Linked DNA regions of Mus musculus: region 2 is linked to region 1. Evidence: chromatin contacts called from public Hi-C data. All regions are on one chromosome and are shown on one strand. Each heading gives the region's core, a stretch centred on a gene start, on an enhancer-like site or on the middle of the called end of the contact. The rest is flanking DNA. Distances are from core to core; before and after follow the strand shown.

Region 1 (3,037 bases), core at 247-2,746:
AGATAGGTAGAGAGATGATAGGTAGATAGATGATAGATAGATGATAGATAGATAGATAGATAGATAGATAGATGATAGGTAGATGATAGATAAGTAGATGATAGGTAGATAGATGATAGATAGATGATAGGTAGATGATAGATAGATAGATAGATAGATAGATAGATAGATAGATGATAGGTAGATAGATAGATGATGGATAGATAGATGATAGGTAGATGATAGATAGATAATAGGTAGATAGATACATAGATACATAGATAGATGATAGGTAGATGATAGATAGATGATAGGTAGATAGATACATAGATACATAGATGATAGGTAGATGATAGATGATAGGTAGATACATAGATAGATAGATGATAGATAGATGATAGATAAGTAGATGATAGGTAGATAGATGATAGGTAGATGATAGATAGATAAATAGATAGATAGATAGATAGATAGATAGATAGATAGATAGATAGATAGATAGATGATAGATAGGTAGATAGATGATGGATAGATAGATGATAGGTAGATGACAGATGATGGATAGATAGATGATAGGTAGATGACAGATAATAGGTAGATAGGTAGATAGATACATAGATACATAGATACATAGATAGATGATAGATAGATAGATAGATAGATAGATAGATAGATGATAGGTCGATGATAGGTAGATGATAGATAGATAGATAGACAGACAGACAGACAGACAGACAGACAGACAGACAGGTAGATGTTGGTGGGAAAGCTGAGACTGAGACCTTGTGTTCCATGTTAGTTGCTGCTTGTGCTTGGGCCAATTTGAAAAGCAGGGATGTCTGACTTAGGCCTCGCCTGTGAGTGCAGGGGTGGGTGTCTGTCTCACTCCAGTGTCTGGTGACTGGATACAGAGGCAGGAGCCAGCCAGCCACAGGACAAAAGTACTGCCTCCCATCATCCTAGGCAGGCTTGCCTGGCCTGCCTTTTGGGACCCGGGAGATGATGTTCTTTGTTTAATGGCAGGGAGGCTGAGGGCTGGGGAGCCTCAGGGGCCAGGGAAGCTGAGAAATGGGACTGAATTCCATGGGGCAGGTCAGTGTTTTCTCTCTGACGGTGATGAAGATGTCATGCAAGACCTTGTACATGTACACACACACAGCGAGCTCCTTACCTCTGAGCCACAGTCCAGCCTCTAGCTAGGCCAGCGCTTTTCAACATGAGAAAGGTTTTGTTAAGCTGTGAGCAAAAAGCAGTTCCCTGGAGCTCTGTGTCCTGGCATAGATTTCCTGCTGGGGCTGCTCTCAACCCCCACTCTGTGCCTCGTCTCTGGGATTAAACTCTTCTCTCCTCACCAGAAATCATTCAACAAACTGAGTTATTAAAAGCCGGGTAACTACTCCTGCCTCCGAGTAGCTCCGCTCCACAACCTCTCCTGGGGAGCCGCTGTCAAATGCAGGCCCTCTGGAGCTCGCAGGGAAGATGACTCATTTACATAGAGTCAGGCTCTATCCTGCACCCACCCCAGCTCTGTCCCTGTCTCGGTGATGACTAATCCCCTTCAAAGATGAGATCAGCACCCCTCCTGCACCCCCATCCAAGGAGCAGAACCCCAGCCTCAGCCCAAGACTTTGGGCAGAGACAGAACCTAAAACCAGACAAGGCCTTGGCTGAGGCAGAAGTGTGGCCAACAAGAACACAGGGTTAGGAGCAGCTGGCTGCAGAATTGTTCTACTGCCTGTTAAGCCCCGCTCCTTGATCACCCCACTTCAGAGAACTCTTATGGTGCTCCAGGGATGACCAGGAAGAGTCTGGCTGACCCTCAGAGAGAGAAAGAGAAGGGATGGGAGAAGGCAGCCCCTAAATACCATGGTTCTAGAAGGGAAAGAAGTCTGTTTGCTGGGGAAGATTCAACTCCCTTTAGCCAGGCCCTTATATACATCTCCATGTATAGCTTCCTCCTGCCCTCCTGTGTAGCCTCAGGCTGCCTTGGGGGCCTCTGTGTCCAGGCTGAAGAGACATGGTACTTACAGAGAGAGGGGACAGAGCCCCTAAAAGCTAGCTGCCAGGTTCTGGGGATGCCTCGGTGACCTACAGAGATGCACAGTCTTGGTCTTTTTTGATTATGGTGTTCTACATCTGCCAGCAACCCCCCACCCCTCCACAGATGGTGAATTGTTGAATTGTTCATAGTAGACAAGAAGGCACAAGGAAAATAGACCCACTGCTACATCCAGAGAAGTACCCAGGAGGGTCCACAGAGAATCCCTGTCTACCCTGCTAACCTGCTGACATGCCCCATCTAGGGGCTGGCAGACAAGTCCATCAAAGCAACTACCATATCAGCTCAGAGCCTCCCTGAGAGTCCGGCAGGGGTCAGCAAGGGTGGGATTACCATGGCTAAGCTGATGACATAGGGTGGGCTGGTTCTAAGTGCAAACTCTGCTCTCAGCCGCTGTAGCAGGAAAGCCAATGACCATGTGTGGTAGAGGAAGTAAGTGGAACCTTGGAGTGAATGAAACCTTTGGAGCCCCAGGCCTAGCACCCCATTAGTGCTTTCGGAGGTGCAATCCAGAGCCATTACACAGGCTTGGGGAAGGGCCGAGTAGGAAAGAACATAGAACACAGGGCACAGTTTGTGAACCCAAAGCCTTTCCACTGTCTTCTCGAACTCCACCCTGCCCTGCCCCCCAGCCCACAAGTAAAAGGATGAAGCTGTGGTCTTGCTTCAGTACACATACCTGACCATCCCACACCGAGGTTTGCTGTGATCAGGATGCTACCCTAGCTCTGTGGAATAAGTTTGGGGATGGGGGCTGAGGTGGTTTGAATAGGAATGGTCCCCCCCGTAGGCTTATAGATTTGGATGCTTGGTCACTAGGAGATTGGTGCTATTAGGAGGCATGGCCTCGTTGGAGTGCATGTGGCCTCACAGGAGGAAGTGTGTCCCTCAGGATGGGCTTGAGGTTTCAAATCCTCAAGCCAGGCCCAGTGTGACTCTCTCTTCCTGCTTGCTGTCTGCTGAAATGTAAAACTCCAGCACCGGATCTGCCTGCACGCC
Region 2 (3,381 bases), core at 422-2,921, 190 kb after region 1:
CTGATGAGTACATTTTTTACAGTTTGCGATTGGAGCTTCAGGAGCTTGGGCTCTGGCAGCCCCAGAAGGCTAGGATGGATCCTCCATCCATCATATCAATTAAAGGAACATGGTAGAGAAAACAGACAAAAGAGGTTTATCGTCTTTGTTTTCCTTTCGTTTCTCTCTCTCTCTCTCTCTCTCTCTCTCTCTCTCTCTCTCTCTGCAGAGTGTTACTATGTAGCTCTGGTTGGCCTAGAATTCACTATCTAGATCAAGCTGTCTTCAAAGTTACAAAATATCAACCTGCCTCTACCTCTCAAGTGGTAGGATCAAGAGTGTACCACCATGCGAGACTTTTTTTCAATGTGGCCACATTAGGAGACAAAGAAACAGCCCAAGAAAAAGAACAGTGACCCACACATCCATATACAACATACACACAAAGAGTGAATGTGTATGAAGGGATGTCAGAGGACAACTTGGAGGAATCACCTCCTTCCACCATGTGGGTCATCTGGCTGATGGTAAATGCCCCTACCAGCAAATCATTTAGGTTTAAACAGAGGATGGATTCTGGCAAGGGTCAAGGTGCAGCAGTGCGCAGACCTGGCTGGCCTAGAATCTGCTATCTAGATCAGTCTGGCTTCAAACTCACAAAAAATGGATCTACCAAGGTCAGGAGTCTTGATCGAGGTGTGGCCCTGCCTGCCACCCTTTCAGTCTGAGTTCTGCAAAAGTGGTCAGAAGGTCTTATCTGAGGGGACAGGTCAGTTCTCGGGTGATGGCTACCCCCGCGTCCTCTGGAGGAGGGGTCTGCGCACTGAGCTTCTACTTCTCCTGGGAGCCAGGATGACTGCAGGTTTCGGAGCAACTTCAGTGTCCTCTGCGAAAGTAAAGGGGATGGAGACACACGCAGAGATGGCGTCCTGCCTTCAGTCACCTGTGGGCTCACACGAGAAGTCAGGACAAAAGCGGCTTCTCGGGGGCTGTTTCAAAACCGACACAAGGCAATACTGAACACAGCATTCAGCTTGTTCCCACTGACGAGGCCCGTCAGACCTGCCTAGGCCTCATGAGCAGCTGGAGGCCAGAGAGAAAAGCATGACCTATGATGGTTATCTCAGTGAGGACTTGATGAGATTTACTCAGACTGAAGGCCGCAACTTGAGGGTTTGGAGGCCAGAAGTTTGAAATTGTAGGTTATAAACATTGCTATTTGTTTTTAGTTTATTGTAGCTAGGTATGATTGTATACACCTTTAACCCCAGCCCTTGGGAGGCAGAGGCAGACAGACCTCTGTGACTTTAAAGTCAGCCTGGCCTATAGAATGGGCTCTACGTCAGCCAAGGCTACATAGTGAGAACCTGTCTTAAAAACAAAACAAAAACAAACAACCTAAACAAATATGTATTTTTTATTTTATTTTGTATGCATGTGTGTATAACAGAAGTGAGGGGAGATAGAGAATTCAGATGTAACTGTGTCCCTGAGGTTTATTTGACAGCCTTACTTCTATACCCCGAGTTTGATCTCACATTTCTCTCTGGGACCAGGAAAATATAGGGGTGCTGGCTATTTCAGTAGGATGGGGTCCCAGGAGCCCAAACTGAAAGAGCCAAGTGGAGCTTTAGACGAACCGAGTCTCTGGGTTCACGGCCTGGCGAAGGCTGACCCCTGGTGGCTGCACGGAGCCTTGCAGCTGCAGCCTGCTTAACCTGGCTAGGGCTCTTGCAGACCAAGAGTGGTTGTGAGGAAGGAAGCCAGTAAATGAGGCGGGTTTCGAGCCACATGGTGCTTTTCCAAAGTCTCGGCTAGACAACAAGAGGCAAACATCGTAAACTCATATCACTAGCCTTAGGTAATTCAGGAGCAGTAAGGATGCAAGCCTGGTCCTTGGTCCTGTGAAGGCTCGATGCCCCAGTGTAGGGGAATGCCAGGGCCAGGAAGCGGGAGTGGGTGGGTTGGTGAGCAGGGGGTAAGGGATAGGGAGTTTTTGGAGGGGGAAACCAAGAAAGGGGATGATATGTGAAATGTAAATAAACTGGGCAGTGGTGGCGCACGCCTTTAATCCCAGCACTCGGGAGGCAGAGGCAGGCGGATTTCTGAGTTTGAGGACAGCCTGGTCTACAGAGTGAGTTCCAGGACAGCCAGGGCTACACAGAGAAACCCTGTCTAGAAACAAACAAACAAACAGGAAGGAAGGAAGAATCTAATTTTTAAAAAAGTGAATGTTCTAAACAGTATGAAAAACAAACAACAACAACACTGAAAGCCTGGGAAAGAGTGGGTGAGTTGGTTGGTCAGGTTGGTTTGGTTTGGAACTGCCTGCTTGTTTCTTGAGGCTATGTGTCTCTGTGTAACCATGGAAACCTCCAACTTAAAACTTTGCTGAGGTCTTCCGGTCTCAGGCGCTGCGGGAGCCGCGGGTTACCGTGCAGACGTGGCCAAGTCTAAGAACCACGGCACACACAACCAGTCCCGCAACTGGCACAGAAATGACATCAAGAAACCCCGGTCGCAAAGATACGAATCTCTTGAGGGGGTTGACCCCAAGTTCCTGAGGAACATGCGCATTGCCAAGAAGCACAACAGAAAGGCCTGGAGAAGATGCAGGCCAACAATGCAAAGGCAGTGAGTGCGCGCGCAGAGGCCAACAAGGCCCTCGTGAAGCCTCAGGCCATCAAGCCCAAGATGCCAAAGGGCCCCAGCCGCAAACTCAGCCATCGCCAGGGCTTTCATCGCTCACCCCAAGCTTGGGAAGCAGATTCGAAGCTACATGGCCAAGGGTCGTAAGCGCTGCCAACCAAAGCCCAAGGTTCAAACCAAGGCACAGGCCAACGCTCCAGCTAAGACCCAGGCTTCAGCTCCAGCCCAGGCCCCCAAAGGTGCCCAGGCCCCTGTGAAGGCCCCAGAGAAAAGGCTTCTGCCAGTGTGAAGACAGATGGACTGCTGTGACACACCTACCCACACACTATTTGCAAATGACCAGTGTCCTATGCTGCTTTTACAAATAAACTCAGGCAAGATCTGTTTAAAAACAACAACAAACAAAACAAAACAAAACAAAACAAAACCTTTGCTGAGGATGGTCTTGACCGATCCTCTGCCCAACCCCACCCCACCCTACCCCCAGTGCTGGGACTATACAAGTATGTCCCTCCATGCTCCGCTGTAGACTGAGGGATCTGGCATGCCTGTTATTCTGCGTCCATATATGACAGCCTTTCTCTTTAGGCATGGGGCAGGACACCTGGGATATGAGATGCACTCAGATCAGACAGCCTGACAGTACATTCTCAGGATACATTCCTACTGTTAAGAGATAGGTGATTGTACTCAGAAATGCCCACAGGTGCTATATCTTAGGATACTTCATTTTGAACCCCAACAGCTACAAGC

The links. Hi-C and Micro-C count contacts between places; a contact is called where the count stands out from the background.
Region 2: a contact with region 1 is called in a Hi-C map of embryonic stem cells, with 2.7 times the contacts expected there. The contact joins two enhancer-like sites. A contact is called at or near these places in 2 of 39 promoter capture datasets (both in embryonic stem cells), 2 of 15 datasets of contacts at CTCF or cohesin (embryonic stem cells and pro-B cells), 107 of 484 Hi-C or Micro-C datasets (the AtT-20 cell line, B cells, the BV-2 cell line and 46 more), 3 of 115 datasets of contacts at active chromatin or transcription factors (all in embryonic stem cells) and 1 of 9 other capture datasets (embryonic stem cells).

What each region holds. Positions count from the first base shown.
Region 1 is chr17:87,761,910-87,764,946 of GRCm38.p6, forward strand. The region is part of intron 1 of Kcnk12 (potassium channel, subfamily K, member 12); the gene reads right to left. Among named protein-coding and RNA genes, the nearest start is that of Kcnk12, 35 kb to the right of the region's middle. Within about 2 kb of position 1,497, at least 57 of the 459 cell types and tissues checked have an H3K27ac peak or open chromatin away from gene starts, as enhancers often do. A contact at or near this core is called in pancreatic cancer cells, where this site is marked.
Region 2 is chr17:87,947,505-87,950,885 of GRCm38.p6, forward strand. No RefSeq gene overlaps it. Among named protein-coding and RNA genes, the nearest start is that of Msh6, 26 kb to the right of the region's middle. Within about 2 kb of position 1,672, at least 27 of the 459 cell types and tissues checked have an H3K27ac peak or open chromatin away from gene starts, as enhancers often do. A contact at or near this core is called in pancreatic cancer cells, where this site is marked.